2 separate regions of the Zea mays genome follow, and region 2 is linked to region 1. Evidence: chromatin contacts called from public Hi-C data. All regions are on one chromosome and are shown on one strand. Each heading gives the region's core, a stretch centred on a gene start, on an enhancer-like site or on the middle of the called end of the contact. The rest is flanking DNA. Distances are from core to core; before and after follow the strand shown.

Region 1 (3,475 bases), core at 847-3,346:
AGTAAAATGCTTTACCTCGTTCAGCATCCTGTGCAGCTCATCTCTGGCTTCAACAACACGGTCACGGTCATTGCTATCCACAACAAAGATAAGACCCTGTGTGTTCTGGAAGTAATGCCTCCAGAGAGGTCTGATCTGTTTTCATTAAACGAGTACAAGTCAGTCAAAATGTGATAAAACATGTAAATTACTGCATTAATATAGAGATGCTAAGGCTAAGACCAAGCACATTCCCATGTCTAAAAATTCATATGATGTCATAATGTTACGTTGTTAACAATCGGATTAGCCTAAGAAATCAAATAGAAAATAAAAAAGAATGGTGGCTCTTGGATTCTGGAAGAACAGGAAATTAGGTAGTGTTTGGTTCCGGAGCCACTTGGATAGAACGGCTCCGTCCCCAGAGGAACGGGTCCGTCCAAGAAATTCTAAGGAGCCAAATGGTTCAACGTTTGAGCATAATTTTCCATTTTTATACCCACTCCATCCTATATGGAACCAATCCAAACAACAACAAATTGAGAGCGGAGCTGCTCCATTCCACCATACTCCAGAACCAAACGCTACCTTAGAGAACATTATGTAGTGTAAATGGGTAATACAAAATGATGTTGGAGGGTTATACCTTGTCCTGACCCCCGACATCCCAGACCGTGAAGCTAATGTTCTTGTACTCAACAGTTTCAACATTGAAACCTGCATTTCAAAAAAAAACATTTATCTTGTAAGACAAAGAAAACTGAAGCATAAAAACAAAACACAGTAATGTCATCATATGATAATCATAAGAAAATAGGAATGCAGAACACAATAAACACTTTTGTCACCAAAATTTAATGATTGAAACTCAGTTCCTTTTTAGTGAAGCGCTCTACAACTATTGTAAAATATCATGATGTTGAAAACTTGCATTACAAGAAATACTGCTATTAATACATTGTTGCCCCATCATGCTTTACATTTTTTTCTTTCTTAATTTTTCTTCATCCTGATGCTAATGTCTAAATTAGCTTTCCAATAGTCCAAAAGCCAAAACAGGAGATTTAAACAACAGAAAGAAAACTGCAGTTTTCACTGGCTATAATAAAACAATAGTATTTTCAAGTTGGAACAATAGACCAAGCAAGAAGATGAGCATTTTATTGTGATCACCTAACAGAATTTCATTAAGCTATATCATATCAGAGTTTCTATAGACAGGAAACAAATATGATACATTAAAAGAATCCATGAAACATAGACAGTAAACTAAAAGACAATGAATTGTTCTCTAGAGTGATAGTAATTGCATTTTGTTCCATCCAACCAAATATGTGGGTCATTTCGTCATGATATGAACGGCTCATTGAATGGCCCCTGTAATCGTATTCAAGCATCAGGGCAAACAAACGATCATGTATCGTTTAACCCCCAACCACTCATGTATTTACAGATCGCGCATCGTACGGATCCATCATTTAACAGAGCATTCTTCACAACCTAATCGAACATGATCCAACAACGTTGGAAAGGCAAAAGTTGGACTCACCGATGGTGGGGATGGTTGTGACGATCTCGCCGAGCTTGAGCTTGTAGAGGATGGTGGTTTTACCGGCGGCGTCGAGACCGACCATAAGAATCCGCATCTCCTTCTTGGCGAAGAGCCGGCTGAAGAGCTTCCCGAACGCGAGCCCCATCTTCCTCCGCGCCCGCTACCTTCACCACCTGCAGAATCGTCAACCGTTCATTCATTCCGCGCTCAGATCTCCCCCAAGCCTAGCATACAAGTATACAACGGATCGCGAATCTCCCCGGCGCGTCCAGGCGACGGCGCCGCGGATCTGAACCGACCCGATCCAGACCCAACCGCACGGATCGGGCAGATCACACGCTGCCGAACGGAGATCTACCGCGCGCGGCAGCCGGAGATGGATCGGGAGCAGAGATCTGACAGCGCAAGGAGCTCAGATCTGGGAGAGGGTGGGGGAGGGATGGGTTAGGGGCAGGCTCACCGCTGACTGCGAAATCCGGAGGAGGAATGGTGGATCGGGGGCGGTGGGGAGACCTGAGGGCAAGGGGGAGGGGAGATATTAACGCCGCGCTTTGTGCCGGCTGGCGGGGTGGGGACGTGGGGTGGGGTGTGTGGGCTGGGCTGGGCTTCCTGATCGTTGCTGCCGTTGCAATTTCCGAATATCATTTTATTAACTAAATTTTGACTTATATACTTTTAAATTCTAAGTCGAAGTATATAAAAAATTTGGATCGGTTTTCATATCTCGCTTAGTATCCGGAACGGTAAATTTCACCAAAATCCGATGGAAACCGAGCGAGAAATTCTTCTCTGTGTCTAAGGATGGCAATGGGTACGGTTATGGGTAAATAACCGCGAATAATTATCCATTGGATATTGGTATGGTGGAATTTAATATCCGCGGGTACGGTTATGGATATAATAAGGTATCCGCGGATATTTTTTCGCGGGTATGGATATCCAGTATCCATACTCGTTACCCAATGGATATCTAACATGTGGGCCATCCGGATTTATATATTATCATAAATTCTTATTTTTCAATTTTTATCCATAACATGTTGTTTGGTGCTGAAATTATCATTTAATGCTATTAGAATGATAATTATTTTGAAATGTAATAAAATTGATGTTTGGTGTTTAATCCTAAAATTGTAGTGGGCGGGCGGGTAACGGGTATCCACTGGATAACGGATACCCGGCGGGTACGGGTATGGATACAGATCCATACCCACGAACGTTTATGGGTACGGGTATGGGTTGAGTTTTGTCTCGTGGGTATGGATTTGCGAACTATATATTCGTGTACTACCCGCCCGATTGCCATCCCTATCTGTGTCGGACCCGGACCTCCACTCCAACGAATGACTAGGATTGGTCCCAGTGGCATTCCGCGTTAAATCACCGACTGGTCCAATTTTAGTTCGTTTCGACTGCTTTTTGTGGGGATGTGGACATTTGGGTTCGAAGCACGAAAAATAACATGACCTATGCACGAACCGATATGATTCGGTTTGGGCCGATGTCATGGCTTATGAGTGGCCACGGGCACGATCCGTTTAAAATAGACATGAAATTGTCTATATAGAGGCACGAAAATATTCATATATTTATTAAATCGTACTTTGTTTCATACTTTCGTTTATTTGATAAAAAACACAAAACTAGAGATGTAGCTAGTTAGATGTTTTTTAAGCTTCGAATTAGAGTATGTGATGTAATTTTACTTTGTTATGAACATTAGACAATGAATTGAACTTACTAACTCTATATGGAGCTGGTTTTACTCTTTTCCTTCTAACAAAAGAATTTTTAACGAGGTAGTTATTTGGCACTTGTTTCTGATTGCTATATGATATCAAAAACAAGGCAACACAAGTTAGAGGGTTGAAACATTCTCCCTTTTTCATATCTCTTCTTCGAAGGGGTAGCTTCAAGGGAGAAGGAATAAATGAAGAATGTACG
Region 2 (3,387 bases), core at 537-3,036, 390 kb after region 1:
TATATTTGTCTTTTCAACATCTGTTGGTTGTAGAATCTCCTTTTATCACCCAACCATGGATACAAGATTTTGGACCGGATAATGCACTGCATCTAAAATATAGCCCGTTTGAATCTCTATGATATATTTCCGTTTTTTTTTTGCATTTTGGTCCTTTCTCGAAAAAAAATCACGTTTAGACCCTAAAAAATTTTAATGTCATTTTTGGACCCTTTGCTCGGCGCCGTAGCCTATGGCGCCGAGGTAACACAGCTCGGCGCCATAGGCTATGGCGCTGAGGTACGTGCTGCGCTGGCACAAACGAACGTCGTGGCGCCGACGTGGCACTGAGCTCGGCGCCATAGATGTTGGCGCCGAGCTCAATTTTGTACACAAAATTTGTCTAGCTTAGTCGGTGAAACACAAGGCTCTTAACTTTGTGGTGGTGTGTTCGAGCCACACGATGGGTGTTTTTTAATACTTTTTGTCTTTGTCACTGATTTATTTTTTTTTGTTGTACAGATTTTTCGTTTATGTCGCTGATTTGTCCGTCTAAATTGATTTCTCATATAATTTTTTTTATTTTTGTGACTAATTTGTTTATTCGTCCAGATATTTTTTTGTTTATCCGGATGCATGCGTGTGGTATATAGTACTACTAGAAGTCTGCATGCATATATCTGCTAGTGGTGCTTTCATTTGCACTCGAGTGGTGCTCCACGTAAGAGGTGAAATAATAGTGGTTAAGGCACATCTGATCGAGTGCTTGGCAAAAATATGACGATAAGTTGACAACTTGTAATACTATTACTTAAATATGTTGAGAATTGTTCTTTTAAATAAAAAAGAAGAGGCGCTAATGTGAAGAGTGCTGGTGATAGCACCAAATTTGGCACATGAAAACGGTCGGTCGGTCCGCGCCTGGGATGGTCCGCGAGTGTAGTCTAGATGCTCCATGATTATATTAACTCGGACGAAAGACCCTTTCCTGAGCGTGCTTGTTCGGTTAATCACGCGGGAATATGTCGGGAAACGCCATGAGATAAGTATATAATGGAGTATACTTTTATTTAGTGCAGAGGAAAAAAGATGAATATGTGTGCTTCTTTTTACTGGGAATATGTTATTATGTATCTAGAATTTATGTTCAAAAGAACTCAATGAAAATATAATATTTTTATTTGGTCATGATTGAAGTAAGAGTGTTCTCATTTGATTTTTATTGTGGTTAGCTGAGCAAACAAGGGGGAAGTTGACGGCTTGCGACCACTGTGGCACACAGCCGCTGTGCTCGCCGGAACAAATCAATCACAAAAACAAAAAAAATCTGGATAAGAAATAAATCTGGACGGACAAATCAGCGACATAAACGAAAAACCTGGACAACAAAAAAACAAATAAGTGACAAAGACAAAATATTAAAAATACCCATTGTGGGGCTCGAACCCACAACCACAAGGTTAAAAGCCTTGTATTTTATCAACTGAGCTAGACAAGCTTTTTGTATAGAATTGAGCTCGGCGCCAAAAACTATGGCGCCGAGCTCGATGCCACGTCGGCGACACGACGTTCGTTTGTGCCAGCACAGCACGTACCTCGGCGTCATAGCCTATGGCGCCGAGCTGTGTTACCTCGGCGCCATAGGCTACGGCGCCGAGCAAAGAATCAAAAATGACATTAAAATTTTCTAGAGTTTAAACGTGAATTTTCTTTCGAGAAAAGGCTAAAATGCAAAAAATTCGGGATATATTTTATGTGGGATTTTGAGAATCTCTATGAGATATTTTGTGGGATTTTCAGAATCCCTGTCGGATCCAAACGGAGCCTACATAACCCTTCCCTTCCTCGCTTCCCTCCTCCCCGCGCCGCCATACCCTCGAACCCGAGAGGAACCCTAACACCAAAACGCCCCCGGAGGCAGCTAGGAGAGCTCGAATCACCAGCCATGTCGGAGCACGACCTCACGGCGCTGATGGCGGCGCAGCTGGACCGCCACCTGGTGTTCCCCCTGCTGGAGTTCCTCCAGGAGCGGCAGCTCTACTCGGAGTCGGAGATCCTGGAGGCCAAGATCCGCCTCCTCAGCGGCACCAACATGGTCGACTACGCCATGGACATCCACAAGTCCCTCTACGGCACCGACGACGTGCCCGAGGACATGGTGAAGCGCCGCGCCGAGGTCGTCTCCAGGCTCAGGTCGCTCGAGGAGGCCGCAGCCCCGCTCGTCGCCTTCCTCCAGAACCCGCAGCTCGTGCAGGAGTTCAGGCCCGACAAACAGTACAACATCCACATGCTCCAGGAGCGATACCAGGTTCGGGTTCTCCCTACTCCCTCTGCTCAAGTCCCGTTTTCGAGACATGTATGTATACTTTGGTTGGCTAGGCATGCAGGTTTGTGGAATTCCGTGTTTATTAGATGTTGTTATGAAATTATGAGGTTGTGCGGTCATTAAGAAGTCTCAATTTGATTTGCTCATACATCGGAGCAATCTTAGGTAGTGTTTGGTTGAGGAGCCAAGTAGAACGGAGTCGTTCCATCCCTGATTCTAGGAACGGAGCCGCTCTGTTCTGTGTTTGGTAATCTGGAACGGAGCGGTTCTGTTTTTTGTTTGGTTGCAGAGTGAACGGAACGGAGCGTGACTGTGAGAGCGGGATTGGAACGGAGCGGCTCCGTTCCATTGATTTTTTGGAGCGGAATGGTTCCGGATCTGAGGAGAATATTCCCTAATTGGAGCCATTCCGTTCTAGTTACTTTGTAACCAAACAACAACAAAACTGGAACAGAACGGTTCCGTTCTACTTGGCTCTTCAACCAAACACTACCTTAACGTGCGTTTGGTTGCAATAACAGGACGGGGTGGGATGGGATGATCCCTCAAATTAGGTTGTTTGGTTCTGGATCAAGGGTTGGGACAGGACTATCCTAGTGTTGTCCCCGGTTGTTCCTTAAAATTGGAGGGACGAGAGAGGATGTTAGGGGCTAGGTGTTTAGTTAGCATATGATTTGGTCCTAGTTGTACACTATGTTGCGAGGAATCTTGAATTGGCTGAATGGTGACTTTAGCTCCCATATTATGGTAAGTAGATTGTGAGATGTGTTTTATTGGCACTATCTATAATTTAATATGTTATAGGCATTTTAGCACAGGTGTCCTAGAATATAGACATATGTAGTTCTTCCTATTATCTTAGTTGATTCCCTTGTATCTTATAGTCCAAAAAGTGGTTTCGCCATTGTGGCTAGTTCAGGTTTATGTTCTTTCAACTCTAGCAAGGGACAATTCACAGTGAGAGTTTTCTCTGCTGGAGCACTGTAGGGAAAGGACAATGCATATTAAATAAGATCAAAATTCAGATGAAACGTTGAAGCTGTGCATTTTTTATTGCTATAGCTTGTTTTGTGATAAATGCT

What was found. Hi-C and Micro-C count contacts between places; a contact is called where the count stands out from the background.
Region 2: a contact with region 1 is called in a Hi-C map of endosperm, with 4 times the contacts expected there. The contact joins the promoter of LOC100284265 here to the promoter of LOC100280918 in region 1. A contact is called at or near these places in 3 of 25 Hi-C or Micro-C datasets (ear, endosperm and tassel).

What each region holds. Positions count from the first base shown.
Region 1 is chr2:164,604,782-164,608,256 of Zm-B73-REFERENCE-NAM-5.0, forward strand. It overlaps LOC100280918 (ADP-ribosylation factor 1), which reads right to left and starts at 2,097. Exons shown (of 7, transcript NM_001371433.1): 1 at 1,992-2,097; 2 at 1,529-1,704; 3 at 626-696; 4 at 16-135. The coding sequence starts at 1,676.
Region 2 is chr2:164,992,365-164,995,751 of Zm-B73-REFERENCE-NAM-5.0, forward strand. It overlaps LOC100284265 (eukaryotic translation initiation factor 3 subunit 6), which reads left to right and starts at 1,787. Exons shown (of 7, transcript NM_001157160.2): 1 at 1,787-2,287. The coding sequence starts at 1,925.